Regions from separate parts of the Rattus norvegicus genome. Here region 2 is linked to region 1. The links are chromatin contacts, called in public Hi-C maps. All regions are on one chromosome and are shown on one strand. Each heading gives the region's core, a stretch centred on a gene start, on an enhancer-like site or on the middle of the called end of the contact. The rest is flanking DNA. Distances are from core to core; before and after follow the strand shown. Region 1 holds the start of Mthfd2l (methylenetetrahydrofolate dehydrogenase (NADP+ dependent) 2-like). Region 2 holds the start of Cxcl6 (C-X-C motif chemokine ligand 6).

What was found. A called contact is a pair of places that touch in the nucleus more often than the background predicts.
Region 2: a Hi-C map of kidney shows a contact between it and region 1, with 2.5 times the contacts expected there. The contact joins the promoter of Cxcl6 here to the promoter of Mthfd2l in region 1. A contact is called at or near these places in 3 of 12 Hi-C or Micro-C datasets (the A7r5 cell line and kidney).

The regions. Positions count from the first base shown.
Region 1 is chr14:17,452,881-17,455,580 of GRCr8, forward strand. Mthfd2l (methylenetetrahydrofolate dehydrogenase (NADP+ dependent) 2-like) reads right to left here and starts at 1,340. Exons shown (of 8, transcript NM_001107211.2): 1 at 1,128-1,340. The coding sequence starts at 1,243.
Region 2 is chr14:17,595,126-17,597,825 of GRCr8, forward strand. Cxcl6 (C-X-C motif chemokine ligand 6) reads right to left here and starts at 1,292. Exons shown (of 4, transcript NM_022214.2): 1 at 1,097-1,292; 2 at 834-969; 3 at 631-717; 4 at 1-353. The coding sequence starts at 1,205. The coding sequence ends at 293.

The DNA of each region.
Region 1 (2,700 bases), core at 90-2,589:
TACGCAGGGAAATTTCCCTGCGTGGATGAATATCTATATGTTCATGGGTGTGGAGCATGCGGTTACAACTAAATATCGGGGTTGTAAGTGTTGTTTCAGTGGGCACTGGGCATGGAGCAAATGGGGGTGGGGACATTAATCAACTTGTACACTGACACCAAGATTATCTTTACTTTAGAGGGAAGCACAAAAACTTGAAAGTCCAAGGATAAGGATTTAAATAGAATACTGTTAGTAAATAATCCCTTCCATTACAGATTGCTAACAGAACCCTTCCGAATCTGTTCTTCCAAGGGAGCAGAGCATTCTAGCAATGTCAAGCGAAACAACAAATCCCAACGCTACCACAGCCCAGCAGTGTATGGCAACAGATTTCTGAACCACTATCATTGTTGCGTCTCCTCTTCTCTAGACCTAGTCACTATAAACCATTTCCGAAGTTAAAACCACAGAAAGTACCTTAAATCCAAGTGACTCGAGATTACTATCCAAATATGCATGCTGGGAAGTTCATTTAAATTAAACAGCATCTATGGGCACAGCACTAACTTTCCTTGAGGTCGCAAAGTGAATATTAAACTGACGAGCGAGTCTCCAGTCCACTAAGAAAGCAGCTAATGTACAATACTGGAAGTCCTGAAAGTTTACAAACGAGTTTTTCTGAACTCGAAGGCCCTGGGCAAGACCCTGAATTGTTGCTGTTCCATAGGTTGGGTTCTCCAGCACACAAGGGAAGATGAGGCAGAATGGCCTGTTCCTGGGCACCAAGGTCTCTTTCATTTTCCCGGCCAGCAACCAAATCCGAAGGCTGGCAAGCGCCCACCCTACAAGCTGAGAGGCCCGCACTGCAGTTTCATGAAACCATTCAGACATTCAGGGGAGGGAAAGACTTCAGCAAAGCTGGTGACAAAGGAACACAAACCGAAACGCTGGACTCCACAGCGCCTACTCCTGCTCGCACAAGAACAGCCTGAACAAAGCCCTGGGTCCGAGCGAGCTGCCCATGCCCGCCGCCCTTCGCCTGAGCTCCTTTCACTGCGGCCACCCGGGGCCTCCGCAGGCCCCGCCACCGTTCCGCGTGCTCCGCGTGCTCCGCCCCGCGCCCGTCCCCTGCCCGCAGCTCCTACCTTCGGCTGCTGCTCCCGAAGCCCCGCCACGCGCGCTCCGCTACGCCCGGGGCTCGCGCAGGCCCTCGGCCCAGGCGGCCCCGGAGCAGCGACAAGCCACGGGCCCGCGTCGCCATGCCTCGCCGTCCGCCTCCGGGGGTCCTGCGGTCAGCTCTGCGACACGTCCGGGGCCCTCAGCAGGGTTCCGGGGCGCGGGGCGGGGCGGAGCCCCGAGGAAGCGGGTGCGCCGCTGGTGGCCGCGGGGTGGCGGGCGACTCGGCTGCGACCCGCGCGCTGTAGCCAAGGAGTGCAGGGAAGGCCTCTGCGGTTCCTGCAGGCTGCACGCCCCTCTGCCCAGCTCTGGTCCCTGGTCTGGTTTCCATGGTTACGGGGAGCACAACTTGGAGCAGTAAAGTTGTTTCAAGTCTTGCTTTTGACTCCCTGTGTGACCTTAGGACGTATTGAGAAAGAGACTCAAGGAGAGGGAGAAACAAAGATGGCCTTAGGATTTCTATGACTCTGCAGCATCCTTGACACTTCCAGAAAGATACGTTGCACTCCCAGAGTTTATGGTCCCTTCAAGCAGAGGGGGTTTGCAAGGCGAAAGCAAAAATTAGAGCCAGAGATTTGCGAGTCAAATCAGCCCCAAAGCTAACAGGAAATACTACTCCCAAGGTCAAGCTGTGGCTGTGTTGTGAGGAGCATGGTTTGTTTCAGAGCTGCTGTCTGACTGGGGGAACTTGTTATGGAAAGTCCCAAATGTTAGAGATCTTGTTCTGTGAAAATCCTGTCAAAAACAGCGGTGCATCATCTGGCTGGTAGAAGGGGCGATTAAACATGGAAGAAAATCTTGGCATGGAGACATTATATAGAACACTTTATCACAATGTGTAAAAGGTTTTTAAAATTTCTGCTGTGGGAAAAAGAAATCTGTTAAGAGAATGAAAAGCCAAGGGAAAAGTTGCGGTGGGGGTGGGGTGTTTGCAAAATACTTGATGTAAACTTGTACCCCAAATATACAAAGAGACAAAACATACACCAACCTCTAGCTTTAAATGGGCTCTGGGAATCTGAACTCAGGACCCCATGTTTTCACAACAAACACTTGACTATCCACCAAATCCTGTTTCTGTTTGTACATTAAGGTTTTTAATCTCAAGCATCATTAGATATAGAGGTCATCTTTTCTCCCACATATTGTTGACTATTTTTGTCAAAAATTAGATGACTTACTTCTGGACCTTCTGTTCTATTCTCTTGATTTATAATATCTGTCTTTACACCGTTACAACACCGATTTGGTTACAACAATGACCATGCAGTAAATCCAGATATTCGAATCAATTCAGTTACAAAATGGGGAAATTGTGTTTTTCCTGTCTAGAGCAATGGTTCTCAATCTTTAGTCATGGCTGCTTTGGGAGGTTGAAAGAGCCTTTCACAGGGGTCACCTGAGACCTTCAGAAAACGCAGGTTTTACAAGCCACAGCAGCAGCAAAATCACAGTTGTGAAGTGGCAAGGAAAATAATCTTATGGCTGGGGGGGGGGGGGGGGGGCGTCACCACAACATGAGGAGCCATATTAGAGGATCAC
Region 2 (2,700 bases), core at 42-2,541, 140 kb after region 1:
ATTTTCTGAAGACACAATGCAATAGTCACCTTCAATTCAAGACATTTTGAAAGGTTAACCATCAATGATTCTTGACTTACACACTAAAATACCACAGTTTCCAATAGTATAATAGATAGGAAAGACTAGGAAACATTTTGCTAAAATACACTCCTAAAATGAGCAGGAAGCTTCAGGGACAGTGACTTCTCTTTCCTCTTCAAAGCAGGGAGTTCATAAAGAAAAACCGCAGGTGGGGAGAACCAGCCCTTCTTTCTTGCCTTCCCTGGGTACAGAGTCCTCAGAAATCTTTCTATTGAGTACTGGCTGATCTGACCAGTGCAAGTGCATTCCGCTTTGTTTTCTTATTTTCACTGTTGAGGAAAGAATTGTATCAGTTACTAAAATTCTTCAGTTTAGCCAAACAGAGAGAGAGAGAGAGAGAGAGAGAGAGAGAGAGAGAGAGAGAGAGAGTAGTTCTGGGTTATTCTGGGTTATTGCAACATCCCAGAACAACAACTTTCCATTCTGAATCCTTTTGTTCTAAGCCCAGTTTAGAATGTGGTTCCAGAACACCAACTCATACACGGAGAATAACGACCTTGCCCGCTGCAGAGACCAAGAAACCTCAGAGACCAAGATAGCAAGTACCTGCCCAATATTTTCTGAATGACTTTCTTTATCAACGGAGCTTCTGGGTCAAGACAAACATTATCCTTCTGGTTCTTCAACTTAGCTCTGCGGAGGGGGAAAAAAAAGAGGACACACAGGTGAGCCAGGGTGACTAAAGACCACGGGGTAGAAGGACTTCCATTTCCCAAGATCACCCGCACCCAGAGCAAATCACAACTCACATGACTTCCACCTTGGGGCAATGTGGACCTGCAGGGATCACCTCCAAATTAGCGATCATTTTGGGGTTAATTCTTGGAGCTAAGGTTAAGCAAACACAGCGTAGCTCCGTTGCAACCATGGCCGAGAAAGGAGCAGCTGCGGAGGAGACAAGATTATAGGACGGTGCTGGGAGAGCCCTTTCCCCGCTCCTGGGACCAGCTGACTGCGATGGCCCGCTGGGGTGTGTCGGGCACCCTGCTCCACGCAGGTGCTGCGCCCTCACCTTGAGCTCGATGCTGTGGCAGTGTGAACAGCAGCAGAAATGCCAGCAGGGTGAATGACGAGCAGGACCGGCTAGGGATGCGGGCGGAGCTGCGGAGCTGGAAGCTCATTGTGGACAGGATCCGGGGACCAGGAAGCACCGGTTCGGGATATGCTGGAGGAGGTGTGGAGATTGGGGCTCTATAGAGCACTGTGGTGTTCTCCAGCCCGCGGCACCCCTTTTATCTGCGCTCTTCTCTTCCTTCGGCCAGGAAACTGGAGCTTGAAGATGCTGGGGAAATTCCCGGGCCTTGGAGTTAGGGGGTTGGGGTGGGCTCAGAGGGGCTGAACAATGGGATAATGGGATTGGGGCGGGAGGATGGCTAGCAGGGGTGGCCCTTTGCCAAATCAGAGAATGCTGGAGTCCTGCCCCAGGAGCAGAAGGCTGCTGCTCCTCCGAGTCAGAGTAAGACTTCTCCCTCTCCTGTGTCAGGGCTAGATAGGATTGCATACCAAGGAGGACAGAGCTCTGAGGATACCCTTTTTTTCCTTCCAGTGGAAAGACTGGAGCCAAGGGAAGGAGTTTTGACGTTAGAAAACCTTCCACAGGTCTTTAACTGTTATTGCTACAAACACTGGTGTTGGCACCTGGGAGATGGCTCCGCAGTTAAGAGAAATGGTCGCTGTTGCAGAGGACTAGGGTTTGCGCCCCCACCCCTAGCCCGTACCACATTGCTGCTCACAAGCTCCTCTCTCTGGCTCCAGTTCCAGAGGATCCCACATCATCTTTTGGCTTCCTTGGGGGCATCTGCATCTACTTGGCACACGTACGGATAAGCAGACATACACACATCCTCATAAATAAAATGCATTTGAAACGCGTGTTGAAAAAGTGAAGACTGTTTTTATTCAGGAAATGTGATCCCTGACTACAACCAAGCAACAACAACAAAAAACAATCTTGCCCTCTCCTTGGATGTGGGTTATTTGATGGCTCTTGGGACTCTGACAGCTTTAAAAGCCAATACACTGTGAGAGTGCTTTTATTTCCACTTAAACCAGCGGCAGGAATGGCCTTCAAAATAAAAGCTGCTTACTGGAAGCCCAGGGCTTGTAATTGTATGGCTTAATAAATAACTTCACAGTCGACCCAGCAGATTGCTTCGGGAGGAAGATAAATACTTGGCACCTGCGGCTCCCTTTGCTATTTAGTTAGGAGTGGTCCTGTTCTTCGTCTCAGTAAGGTGCTCGGAGAATGAAGCAGTACCAGGGGTTCCTTGCTCTACTTTCTAAGGTGGCTCCTTTGCCCGATGGGAATCTGAAAGTTTGCAGAAGCTGGAGGAGGTCCGGTGCAGCAGCTGAGGGACTCTTCTGCGGGACTTATCTGTGAGCTTGGTGCATGAGTTTGATTCAATTTGCCAGCAGGGTAGCATCCATTCTCACTCCCTCCTAGCAACTTCTTAGAGTACGGAAGGAAGGATGCTTTCCCCAGAGCCTCCAGGGAAATTTCAGCTCATGAGTGGAAGTTAGGGGTGCTGGAGAGCCTAGAGCGACCACCTGATGATGAAAGATGAGAGACTTCCTGTAACTAAAGGCCTTCACACCTAGGCGGTCACGGTTATAAGA